Linked DNA regions of Sus scrofa: region 1 is linked to region 2. The links are chromatin contacts, called in public Hi-C maps. All regions are on one chromosome and are shown on one strand. The core of a region is the stretch at or near the end of the contact, and the rest is flanking DNA. Distances in the headings are between cores, read along the strand shown. Region 1 has its middle 18 kb from the start of SEC23A. Region 2 holds the start of PKM (poly [ADP-ribose] polymerase 6).

Evidence for each region. Hi-C and Micro-C count contacts between places; a contact is called where the count stands out from the background.
Region 1: a Hi-C map of skeletal muscle shows a contact between it and region 2, with 2.8 times the contacts expected there. The contact joins the enhancer-like site here to the promoter of PKM in region 2. A contact is called at or near these places in 3 of 47 Hi-C or Micro-C datasets (blood, liver and skeletal muscle) and 1 of 2 datasets of contacts at active chromatin or transcription factors (alveolar macrophages).

Annotation. Positions count from the first base shown.
Region 1 is chr7:61,092,189-61,098,963 of Sscrofa11.1, forward strand. It overlaps the pseudogene LOC100154692. Among named protein-coding and RNA genes, the nearest start is that of SEC23A, 18 kb to the right of the region's middle. Within about 2 kb of position 5,418, at least 66 of the 83 cell types and tissues checked have an H3K27ac peak or open chromatin away from gene starts, as enhancers often do. A contact at or near this core is called in alveolar macrophages, liver and skeletal muscle, where this site is marked.
Region 2 is chr7:60,968,545-60,975,104 of Sscrofa11.1, forward strand. PKM (poly [ADP-ribose] polymerase 6) reads left to right here and starts at 4,463. Exons shown (of 32, transcript XM_021099107.1): 1 at 4,463-4,710. LOC102166620 (a long non-coding RNA gene) reads right to left here and starts at 3,177. Exons shown (of 5, transcript XR_001297909.2): 1 at 2,939-3,177.

The DNA.
Region 1 (6,775 bases), core at 4,168-6,667, 120 kb after region 2:
GGCAGAGCTCCCAACTGGTATACAGAAGCATATAGAGAGTCACACGGAATCTCTCATCTTTCAACTGGTAGTCTTAGGCTACAGGAGTGGCCTCTTCCATTTATCCCCATGTGTCATCATGTAAAAGATGTTAGGAAACACTGCCTAGAATAAACTAAAATCTGAAATCTGAATAACTTGGAACTGTGAACAAAACTGTATGCATAGGTGATTTTTTTTTTTTTCCCCTCTGAAGAGATAGTTTTCATTTGATTCTCAGGAACAATATGGGGTTAAAAGTATCGTTCCTGCTGTGGCGCAGAGAGTTAAATATCTGACTGCAGTGGCTCAGGTTGCTGTGGAGGTGCGGGTTTGATCCTCCGGACTGGCACAGTGGGTTAAAGGATCCAGCATTGCTGCAGCTGCAGCTCAGATTCAATTCCTGACCTGGGAAATTTCACATGCCTTGGCTATGGCCATTAAAAAAAATAATAAAATAAAAAGTATTGTTTTGGAATAATGGGATCCATCTCTTCCCCAACACCCTTTTTTATCCATTAGGCCAAACATAACATATCTACTAAAGAGCTTAAAAGTATATCTAAGATAGTGAAAGTAGGAAATACTACTTTCTATTAAGCATGACAAGCTTTAATAAAATGTCACTCACTGGTATTGACAACATACCTCATCAGGAAAATCCAATAAGCCTTTACTCGGTCTTTTTGTAAATACTGAAAATGCACTGAAGTTCATAAAAAGCAAATGTCTATAAGAATCCTTAAAAACTTGTGGAAACCAATCCAAAGTCTCTCAAGATGTTGTGGATTAACTGTCATGAAAATAATGTGCATTACTGATTGTATACTTTTCAGGCTACTAAGATAATGGAATTATTACTATTAATGTAGATGGGAGAGAATGAAAATAATATGGATTAAGCAAGTGAATCTTTAAGAACTATGAGGAAATATGGACTGTTTCTTGTTTTGGGGGGTGGTGGTGGGGGAAATGCCTGCAGCAAGGGAAGTTCCTGGGACCAGGGAGTGAACTCAGGCCACAGTAGTGATGATGCTGGATCCCTAATCTGCTGAGCCACCAGGGAACTCCAATATGGACTATTTCAAATAGTTATACACTGTACAATCTAAACAGAGAAACATACTGTGGTCACGTTACTATCCAACTGCTGTGATTTCCAGTGACTTCTACGTCTGTTCACACTCTAAAGGAAAATAAGGTAGACAAATGATCTTTAGAGACTGGATAACTGAAAAGAAATCACTGCTGCACCATAATCTAACAATCCTAAAGTTTGGAAAATACGTTTCAAACTGTATTATGTCTAAGGGTTATAACAATAATTTGGTAATTGATTCATGAATATTCTTATCTCATATATTAGAATCCTAAATTGTATTTTTCCAACCTCAGTCTAAAAACAGAAATAAATGGGAGGAAGGGAGGGAGGCATTTAAACTAACTAAATGATAAAGTACACTTACTGCTGAACAGTTGGAAACTGTGCCACTTGTTGCTGTTGCCACTGAAGTGTGGGGGAACATGCTTTGGCGCAGGCTGGCATCCTGAAAGCTAGAGATCAGTTCATAAATGTTAGAATCAACGTTAGTGTTATAAGTAGAATCTCATGCCTCTTTGAAGTAAAAGCAGAATAAAGATGAAAAATGAATAATAAAGCAAATGAGACTACATAAGATAGTTTGGAAAAAATTTTTTTTCAGATGCAAAGAAGGAGGGCATTCTCTGCTATGAGTTTAAGACATTAGGAAAAGACCCCTTATATAATCAATTCAGTAAGAGCAGTCTGAAATGGTTTATAGTATATACGTAAAACATACATATTTAGAAATCAAAATGATATGAACCCTGAAGATATAATCTAGTCCTCCCTTTCTATAATAGCAAAATAGTTTGAAACAAAAAGAGATATACCCCAAATAAAGAATTCTGGTATGAACAGAATGTACTCAAATAATTTAAGATGCTTGACTTTACAAGGCCTACTTCTGTTTCTCGTAACAGTACACAGGTCACAACTGATCACATATTGCCTTGAAATAAAACTTAGGGTGGTCACTTTTTAAAATCCAGGTATACAAGGTATCATCTTTCTGCAACTAAAAACTTCTGAAAAGGAATTATATGAAAAGCATAGTGTCTGAATTAAAATCTCGTGACTATAAACATCAGATTAAGTAATTACTTAGAATAAAAAAAGAAAAGGAATTATTATAATTTAAAAATGAATCCTTGGAGGTCCTGTTGTGGCTCGGTGGGTTACAAACCTGACTAGTATCCATGAGGTTGTGTGTTCGATCCCTGGCCTTGATCAGTGGGTTAAAAGATCCAGCGTTGTTATGAGCTGTGGTGTAGGTCACAGACACGGCTCAGATCCTGCGTTACTGTGGTTGTGGCATAGGCTGGCAGCTGTAGCTCACATTTGACCACTAGCCTAGGAACTTCCATATGCCACAGGTACTGTCCTAAAATAAACAAACAAAAAACCAAATCCTCTCCTTTCAACATGGATTAAATAGCACCTCCTCAAAGACAGCTTTTGCGGGCTACACCCTGTTGCTTATTGGTCATTATATGTTAACTTTCTTCACAGCAATACTGTAAAGAAATATGTAATTAATTTGTTTGCTTTTTTTTACTGTCTTTCTCAGGAGAATGTAAACTCTACAAGAGTAGGGGCATTTTTTGTCTCATCCTCTGGGCCTGGTACAATATAGTTGTTTAGTACAAAGTGTGCTAGATATACAAATGAATGAAAAGGTCTACAGTGGCCAAGTACCTAGAAAAGTTTAAGATATTCTGATTTCTATTTTTAAAAAACAAAACCCAGTCAAATTCAGAACATGCAAACTACACTAAGATTAAACATCAGTCCAGTAATAATTATTAATAAGTGGAAAAACGTACCTTAAAAATAAAGGATAGCATAAGTAACATATTTAAAGCCCCCTCTGGGATTTGATAGTGTTCTTATAGTATAATGAGCAAATCTTCAGGGAGTGAAGGGTTACTGAAAACCTTTCTGGAGGCAGTAAATGGCAGATGTCCTTTTAGGGGAAAAAGTAGATGCAAATGTCTAATTTAGTATCAAGTAGTCACATTTTACCTACATCATAACTGATACTGATACTGTAGGGAGAGCCTTGGTCTTTCAATTTGTGGTGTGTGGGGGTAATCCCCTGGCAGGTAATAAAACTCACAGAAACATTCACACTTTGCTTCCTTTTCAACTTCTTTGGGTCAATCTGAGCTACCACAACATCTGGGCACTGAGCAGCTTCAATACTACAAAAAGTAATAAATGCAAGAAACATGATTACTATTGTTCATGTGTAGTAATGAGGTAGGAGGGAGATGGGCTCCTGGGCTGAGCACAGCTGGGACCTGTCAGGCTGAGTAAACTGGGCCTTGTTTCTCTTTGACACTTCAAGGAGAAAGGTTTTTTTTTCCAACTTTTTATTTTTATTTATTTATTTTTAAATGGGTTTTTTCCCCCCATCATAGCTGGTTTACAGTGTTCTGTCAAATTTCTACTGTACAGCAAGGTGACCCGTCACACACATATACACATTCTTTTTCTCACATTATCATGGTCCATCATAAGTGACTAGATACCCAGTGCTATACAGCAGGATCTCATTGTTTATCCATTCCAAAGGCAAGAGTTTGCATCTATTAACCCCAAATTCCCAGTCCATCCCACTCCCTCCCCCTCCCTCTTGGCAACCACAAGTTTGTTCTCCAAGTCCCTGATTTTCTTTTCTATGGAAAGTTTCATTTGTGCCATGTATTAGATTCCAGATATAAGTAACATAAGTTATTTGTCTTTTTCTGACTTAGCTTCAGTTCAAGGAGAAAGTTAACTGCAGGAGCTGAGCTCTGCTGGAGTAAAAAGATACAATAACCACTTCAATCACTCCTGGGGTCAAGGAGAGCTCCGCAATTACAATTAAGCAGTAAGACTCCTGGGGTCAGAAAGGGAGGGGGCGCCAGGCCATAATAAGTCCTGATACCAACCAGGCACCCTTTGCTCTGGAATCCTTCTTGCTAAAAGATGTGCACACATATCAGTGAGAGTCCTGTGTCTAGTAAGGTATGAGAAATAAAAAAGATGATTGGCTAAAGGGAAATAAAGACGCATGACCCGCATTAACTGTGCTATGTAAGTGATTTAAATCGCCCAGGTGACGCCCGCATGCGCACTTCTCTTTGGGGTGTGTATTACTTCTTTGCTTCTGACTTAAATAAATTACTTCTCTGTGTGCTCTTCCACATGTTGTACTGATTCTAACAATAAACTTTATACTTGTTTCCACAGTCTTTACCTCTTTAAAACATTCTTGCTTTCAACAGGGGGTAAGAATCAGGGCAATTCTGTTTTTAGCCTCTAGTTAGTCTAGTGGCTAGGATTCCTGGTTTTCAACCATGCCGCCCAGGTTCAATTCCCAAGCAGAAAATTAAGATCTCCAAGCCATCACTCACTGCTGCCTCTCTGAGATCAGTGAAACAAGTGATCCACTTCTATTTCATTATAAAACCAGAAAAACTTCAAAATTGCAACTGGGATACTAAAATGTATTTCTGAAATTATCTGTACTGAAAACAAATCTAATAGCATGTACCTTGTCACGAGTAATCAGGTCTAACAAAGTTAAGTTCGCAGAAACTCATTCACACACACACACATGTAATCAAGGGATCTTGACTCGGCCAGGGGAACTGGGAAGGAATAGAGGGTTGAGAGAGGAGGCACGGGGTGCTGTGCGCAGGGTCACAGAGGACGACCAGCCCACCTGCTCAGGGTCAAATCGTTCAATGGACCAGCCGCAGGTATTCGTAAGGAGTTCTTGGTAGGTACGTTGCTACTGAAACTTTCTATCAAGTCGCAGTGTTCCATTTGCAAGAGTCGGGGCATCAACTCCTCCACCGCAGACGGGTAGGATACCCAAGCCACTGCTTTCAATCCGGCCGGGCCCTCGCCGCTTAGCGCATGCGCCAAGTCTAGATCGCCGCGCAGCCGCACGTGTGGGCGGGTGACTTTGGCTGGGATAAGAGCAAGATGACGTGCTTAGGGGGCGAATCTGCGCATGAGCGAACCCGCTGATTGTTCCAAGTTTAAGGCTCCGGGGGAATAAAGAAGACTGCGAAGTTAGTTCCTGATAGAAGGGGTTCTGAAGTGTTTGTGGGTGTTCCCCTCTCTACTCTCCCAAGTAAAGACTGCGGGTTATTTTAGGCATCCCTAGTAGATAGTGAGGGAAATTTAATGAGCAAGTTACTGTAATTATCATTTGTTGAACTTTAAATTCTTAAACCCCTGGTAGACATCGCATCCACTTTCTTTTCCTACCTTCCTGTCTGTCTGTCTTTCTTGGACCTGCAGCATGTGGAAGTTCCCCGGCCAGGGATCCAACTGGCACCACAGCTGTGCCCTCAGCAGCTGGATTGACAATAGTGGGATCCTTAACCCCCTGCACCACAAGAGAACTCCTCACGTTCATTTCTTTAATTTTTACAACCTTTTGAAGTGGTATTATCCAGGTATTGTAGAGGAGGAAATTGATAGAAAGGGGTTATGTACTACAATTGTGACTTTCTTTTAAAGGGAAGAGCGAGTTCCAACCAGATAAGAGCCCAACTAGCATCCATGAGGACAAGGGTTCAATCCCTGGCCTGGCTCAGTGGGTTAAGGATCTGGTGTTGCCATGAGCTGTAGTGTAAGCCGGCAGCTGAAGCTCTGATTCGACTCCTAGCCTGGGAACTTCCTTATGTACACGTGGGGCCCTTAAAAAAAAAAAAACAACACAATAAAGGTTACTACTTTCGGGGGAAGAGGGAGAAGAAAAAAATAACTGTAGATAATTTTGTTTTTTTACCTATGATTGGTTTAAGAGCAGATCGTAGGATCTCATTTGTTAAGTTTGATTAAATGAACTCCTGGTAATAATTCTGGAGTTGATTAGAGTGGCAGAATGAAATGGTATTGGAATATAATACTGGTGGATCACACTGTGGAATAGAAGCAATTGCCCTTTGAACAAGAGCTAGCAATTTTAATGCCAAGTCTTGTCACAATTTAAAGAGGAAAAGAGGCATGAAATCAACACTTAGTGTTGTAAGTTTTAAATGGACATCAGCACCTTGACCTTGGATGTACTACTTAAACTCTTATCCTCACATTTATTTGTTTTTTGTTGTTGTTGTTGTTTTGGGGGGGTTAATTTTTAATTTCAAAAGCTTGGATAGCTTCAATATCCAGGTCATGGCAAAATCAGGACATGTGTAAAACATCTTACAATACAATAGATTCCCAAAAGGTACTAAAAAGTACAGTAAAATTAACACTTCCATTACAGGAAATGTGTGACAAATAATATAAAATTTAAAGGTGAAAAAAGGTGACACTGATTTTCTAAGATACACTTTACTCTTTACAACCAGGGTCCACAGGTCCAGGATTCACAGTGGCAGCAGGAAGCAAAGCCTCCAATCTGGTTCTGGGTAACCCAGTAATAAAAAATCAGCCCATAATGCTGCTCTGGCATCTTGAGACACCACACGCTGCCTAAACCAACTAGAGCTCTGGAAATATTAAACAGAGTGATTTCCAGGGCGGGGGGGGGCGTTAAATAAGTCAGGGACAGGACATGGAAAGTTTGCCAAGTTCAAATTGGCACATAATTGTGTTCACTCAATGTCCAAACAAAGCGTGTGCGGTCAGTCAGGTACTCCTGCCGAAGCCTCAGTATGGCTTGTAGTT
Region 2 (6,560 bases), core at 3,213-5,712:
GAAGGGGAATCACATTCTGGGAAGCTCCAAAATACCGGGGTCTGTTTCAGGGGGTGTTTTTGAGGTCACTGGGAAGAGTGATGAAACAAGAAATGGGTGTTGACTCAACTGGGTTTTTTTTTTTTTTTTTTAGTTATTATCATTTAAATAGTGAATGACAGAAAAGGAGTCTTAAGGAAGCTGTGAAGGAGCCATGTGAGATGCAGAAAGAAACTGGAAGAACACACCCCACAGGAGCCAACAGAGGAAAGGGATGCAGGGACAGCTGATCAACAATGCCAACTGACATCAACAGTCAAATCAGTTGAGCTCAAAATTTTCCAAGGGGGTTGGCAGCTCAGAAGACATCTGTAACTTTGGTGAAAGTATTTTCAGTAGAGATTTGGGGGAGAGGTCAGTTGACACTATATTTAAGGAAAACATGGGAGGTGAGGAAGTAGAAATGGAGAGTGTAAACTACTCCCTAGAAGCTTGGTTGAAAGCAAGAAAAAAAAAGTGTAATAGTAATGTGTGGGATGGATTTTTTTTTAGGTTGAGCTAGTTGATCAAGTTTATATGCTGAGATCAAAGAGTAGGCGAGAAGAAAAAGTTGAATATCCATGAAAGAGATATGTAAGTAAAGGAGAAAAGTTCCTGAAGAGACAGAAGGGAGAGAAAAACAGATCATGGTGAAAGGATTAAACGTGGATCTGAGACCTCTCTACCTCTGAGAAAAAAAGGTGGGAGAGATTCAGATGTTTGGAGTGGGCTGAAAATTAAGGCAGCTTCCTCTGTGTTGCCTTTACTTCAGCTGTGAAGCAGAATGGGGGACGGTGGCAGAGCTGATGTGTGGAAGGATTGCTGGGGACACTCAGGGCCTAGCTGAGGAGACTGAATTTGCAGTATCTGCATATTGGGTTCAAGGTTACGTTTTCTTAAGATTTATTCAAGGTAAAGGTGACTCATAGATTCCAAGTTCGGAGGGCCTCAGAAACTTTCAGGAACCAGAGAACAGTCTTATAATTTCTGGTCTTTGCCTCTCTATGCTCATTCTCTTTCCACACATAGTCTTTCTTCACTTTTCATTCCTCAGAGTAACTGGGAGTTGGGAGCACCACAGCTCCTAGGTTTATATATCTTCTGCTCAAGAAACCAGTCCACTCAGAATCATAATCTTTCAGCCCTATTCCAAGATTCCCAGGAGAGAACATTTGTTTAGCTCAGCTTGGATTAGGAATCCATTCACAGTTTGATGAACTACAGTCAGGGCACCAGGGGTCACATAAGAAGAATACAACCCTGGGCCTGCAGATCTGGAAATCAAGTGTAGAAAATATAATTCCCAAAGGATAGCGCTTGTGGGCTGGACTAACATAAGATGGTGTGCACTTGAAGCTCAATTTTGCAGGACTGGGTGATCTCCTTCATCCTGATTTAGGATAGGAAAATAGAGAAAGTAGATGGCAGGAATGATCCAGGGTTGTGATTTTAAGGGCAAGCATGTTAGCAAAAATGTGGTTAGAGTAACCGACTATAGGATCTAGACTAGATGGGAAAAGAGGCAAAGCCAGGAAAATCTTGATCAACTATGAGGCAGTTGTGACTCATGTGATTCATGATGAGTAAAAGAGCTGGTGGTGTGAAATGGGAGGGAGTGAGCAGGGGAAATTCTGGAAGGTTATGGTATACTGGATTCTGACATTTCACTCATGGGGACAGACCTCCCATGCTTACAACCAAGTGCTTCTATTCATACATTCCCCTGTATGTTTGGCTCCCCAAAGCTGCCACAGAGCCCTTGCCAGTGAGCTGTTTTAGGGAGCAGAGCCAACTCCTTCCCCAACTATTCTGAACTTCTACACTCTGGGCCTGTCTTCAAATCCTCTGATTTTATATCACTCATTTTTTAAAAAAATTTTTTTGCCTTTTGTGGCTGCACCTGCAGCATATGGAAGTTCCTGGGCTAGGGTCCAATGGAGCTGCAGCTCCTGGCCTACACCACAGCTGTAGCAATGACAGATTTGAGCCACGCCTGAGACCTATGCCTCAGCTCATGGCAATGCCAGATCCTTAACCCACTGACCAAGGCCAGGGATTGAACCGTGTCCTCATGGATATTAGTTGAGTTTGTTATTACTGAGCCCCAAGGAGAACTCCCTATTCCCTCACTTTTTTTCAGTTATTATACAAAATGTGTGTAACAAACTAATACTAAAGCAGTGTTGTGGCCCAGGCTGAGAGGCCAGGTGAGAAAAGTAGTGGCATCAAAGGGAGAAAGGAGTGAGAAGGCAGATGCTGAGGACATCCAAATGTAAAAAACATCATTGGGAAAATTCTGACTGAGGCCGGCTCAGGAGGGCTGCATATGTCATGTGTTTATATCACTCAGAGCCAAAGCTTCCTTGTGTATGCTGTGTTTAGCTAAAAAGAGGGAAGTAGATAGACAATAAGCCTTCCCCAATAGTGCTGATGGAAAAAACGAGCATGTAGTAACTCCAAAACACCTGATTCTGGTAAGGACGAAGGGAGGTCTGGCCATGTCTGAGGTCAATAACCACAATAACCAGTCAACAGCTTCCATTTATATGTGTTAGGCTGAACCATATAAATTTTTTGTTTTGTAAAATATGAAGAGTCAAATGCACATTCATACAATTCGACATACCTTCTCATTTCATCCTCACCACAAGAGCCCTATTAAACAGGTATTATTGTCCCCACTTCCCAGATGAGAAAATTAAGACTTGACGGAAACTCTAGAAAGTGAAAGTCTTGGTTCAAGGCTGAAAGAGTAAGTCCTGAAAGAAAGTTGTGAATCCAGATTTTCTGAATATAAGGCCAGAGTGCTTTCCAGCACACCACAGCTACCAGGGGCGCAAATGAATTAAACTTAAGAATTAAAAGACCCTGAGGTATTACAAACTAGAGATTCTTGGAGTCAAGAGGGTCTCAAGAGTACCTTCTCAATCTCTATCGCCGCCTGGGCTCCAAAGAGGCTTCCGGAGTGCTTTCCCTGCTCCTTCCTCCCAACCGCATGGGGCGCCCAACCATCTGGTTCAGCGGGCTCTCCCCGCCCTCTCAGGGCCCCTCTTGTTTCTCTACACATCCGCCGCCGACTCACAGCGCAGGCGCCCCCCCTGCTCCGTGCCTCCTCCCAAACGGCAACCACTGCGCAGGCACCTCAAGCCTGGCGTCGGGGGCGGGGGCGTGCCCAGGGGCAGGCCGCGTGGCAGTTGGTCCGAAGCGGACCACGTGGCCACGGTGCCCGCCGCGCGAGCGTGCGCAGAGTGGCTCAGCGCGGCCGTGACGGAACGACGAGGCGTGCGGGTGCGCGACCTCTCCCGCCCGGCCCCGGCCCCCGCCCCTTGGCCTGCCGCTCCGCCCCCGCGGGGCGTCCCGGGCCGCTCGTCCCCTCAGCGGCGGCCGCGCGCGGCCCGGGGTCGCCGTGAGTACTCGCGAGGCCAGCTTGTGGGGCGGCCGCCACGGGGACGGGGCGGGGCGGCCGAGCCGCGGGAAGGGTGCGGGGCCAGGGTGGAGGAAGTGAAGGGTTTGGACCCGGTGGCTCTGAGAGGCCTTCTGAGTTTAACAGGCTTCGCTTATGGCCGGGCGGCTGGCGACACAGATCGGGCTCAGAGCTTCTTCCCCGGGAGGCAGGTGTTGGGTGTCTTCGGGGTCTCCGGGGGAAACCGGAGAAGAGCTCTAAGTGCTTCCCCAAGGGAGGCCTCAGTGAGGGCCTGTTCTGGAAGCACGAGTGGCGGCCAATGTTGGGGGCTCACCCCGGCCTCTTCTTCCGCCGGGTACACGAGATAGCGCTGGGAAGCGGGCATCGCCGGGCGGTGGGTTCTCCCCCGCACTCTTTGTTCCATGGCCTAGGCTTTTTGAAAGGAGCACTTCGCTGCAGAGCGGAGTCACCTTCTTTCCCAGGACCGCCAAGCCGGGATCAAACGTTGAGATCGGAGGCTTCTTTGACTAGATGCAAAGTTGTCACGCGGAGAAGCGCTTTTGGACCTAGGCCAGGACATTTGTGATCCGGACTTGATGCTTATTTACTTTTGGCCTATTCTTATGCAAATTTTTTGTTAGCTGCTCTCTAGCGCTGACACCCTTCTCTGGGCATTCTTCATACAGTCAGTATTTGACTTGGCTTTTCTTGAAAGGGTTCCCTTGATTACCTCGTTTAGATAAATCAAATAGGTCTTTCTTACTAGTTCATTAACAGCTCCCTTAATTGGGTTGTAATCTCATCACTGGAAGAGTGGATGTCATTAGAATCTGACAAATGTGCTATAGTCCCCAGTTCCACTGTACGCTATTATACTTCTGACCCTAAGCAAGTTGCTTGACGTCCCTGCACCTGCATACTCTATCTGTAGTGTGAAAAGTTTAAAATAGGTTATATACAGCCTAGTTTGAAAAAGATGGTAGTCTCTAAATTGTTTCTTCACTGGACAGGAAAAATTCTCTCTGAACTACTTTTTTCTCCTTGTGGTAACAGCAGAAACCAAGCAGCAACAGCCCTTGGAGAGAGACTAAGCTTTCTTGACCTCTACAGTGGCACAGTGGCAAAGAGCTTGAGAAAGTTGGCACTTCTGGGCTACACCATTGTCATCCAGGACATTAATGCCTCCCTCTTTGTTCCTCTGAGACCGTCCAGATCAGCACCTGTTTATTTTCAAATCTCACAAACCCCACCCCAGATCTTCATAGTTTGGTTCTCAGCTGCTCTTGAAGGTGAATGGAGTCTTGCTTTTTAAAATCATTTTTGTATGGTTTTGTCTATGTGTAGATGTGTTTAGGTTCTTGTATTTATCTCCCCTTTGGCTTAGGTCACAGTTCATTCATTCATTCACTCATTCAATTAGCTATGTTATGAGGGACTGACAGTACAGACAGTGAAAATGCTCAAAGCCTCTGCCACCGTAGAGCTTACATTCTGATGGGAGGTAAATACAATAAACAAACATTTTGTCATAGAGTGGTAAGTGCTGTAGGAAAAAATAAAGCAAGGAAAGGGTTTGGAGAGTGCTAGTGTGTTGTGTATTGTGATTTTACTGTTTTATGTAGGATAGTCAAGGTGATCTTCAAGCAGAGATCTGAAAGAGTAAAGGAGCAAGCCCAGTGAATATGGGTGAAAAGCATTCCAAGAAGAGTGGCAAGCAGGCACAAAGACCCTGTGGTGGGAATATGCTTGATATGTTGGAAGAACAGCAAGTTAGAGAGTTTCAGTGATACTCTTCATTTCACATTTAGAGTTGATAGGAGACTCCTTAAAAAGTATGAAAGTAGCCTCTGGGTTTGTTTGTTTTTCTTTTTAGAATGAAAATTTCCAACTATATACAAAAGTAGAGAGTTTACAAACCCTTGTGTACTTATCACTCAGCTTCGTTTGTAATCAACATTTTATGATTTTCATCTGAACATTTCATCTGTTCCCCATTTTATTTGTGCTGGAATAGTATTTTAAAGCAAATCTTGGCGTTCCCATCGTGGTGCAGTGGAAACGAATCCGACTAGGAACCATGAGGTTGTGGGTTCTATCCCTGCCCTTGCTCAGTGGGTTAAGGATCTGGTGTTGCCGTGAGCTGTGGTGTAGTTCGAAGACATGGCTCGGATCTGGCGTGGCTGTGGCTGTGGTGTAGGCCAGTGGTTACAGCTCCAATTGGACCCCTAGCCTGGGAACCTCAATATGCTGCAGGTGTGGCCTTAAAAAGACAATAAAAAAGGAAATATTTAAATTAAGATTTGAATATTTAAAGATATCAAGCATTTCATCTCTAAGAACTTCAGCTGCAGTTTCCTTGTGCATTTTGTTTGTAATGGGTCAGGCAGCACTGTTGGCTGAAGGACTGCTATGTTGTTTGCCCTGGCATTGTGCTTTAGGTCCCCATTCTGGGTCAGTTACCAGGTTTAAATTGGTATCCGAGGAACAGACCACAAGCCCTTGGAACACACAAGGATTTAGAACAGTGGTCTCAGATTTTATCATTCATCAGAATAACTTGGAGGGCTTGTTAAAACATCCCATCTCTGAAGTTTCTAGTTCAGTAGGTTTCAGTATGAGGTCTGAGAATTTACTCTTTTTTTTTTTTTTTTTTGCCTTTTAGGAACACACCTGGAGCCCATGGAAGCTCCCTGGCTAGGGGTCGAATTGGAGCTCCAGCTTCTGGCCTATGCCACTGCCACAGCAACATGGGATCCCAGCCATGTCTGCAACCTACACTGCGGCTCATGGCAACACCAGATCCTTAATTTACTGAGCGTGGCCAGGAATTGAACCCACATCCTCATGGATACTAGTTGGGTTTGTTTCTGCTGAGCCACAAAAGGAACTCCATGAATTTACATTTTTAACAAGTTCCCAGGTGATATTGATTCTGCAGATCCACAGAACCAAGGATCTAGTAACCTAAGATTCAATAGAACCATGTTACAGACCAAGAACATCTCTCTTTAAGGTTGGGATGGATGAAACTGAGATAAATGTAGAGCCAAGAAGGCCAAGGACAGTGGTTTTTAGTTTTGTGAAAGGGCTAGGAGTTAGTGTTTTTCTGAGCATTTCTTTGGATCATTATTACATTAAT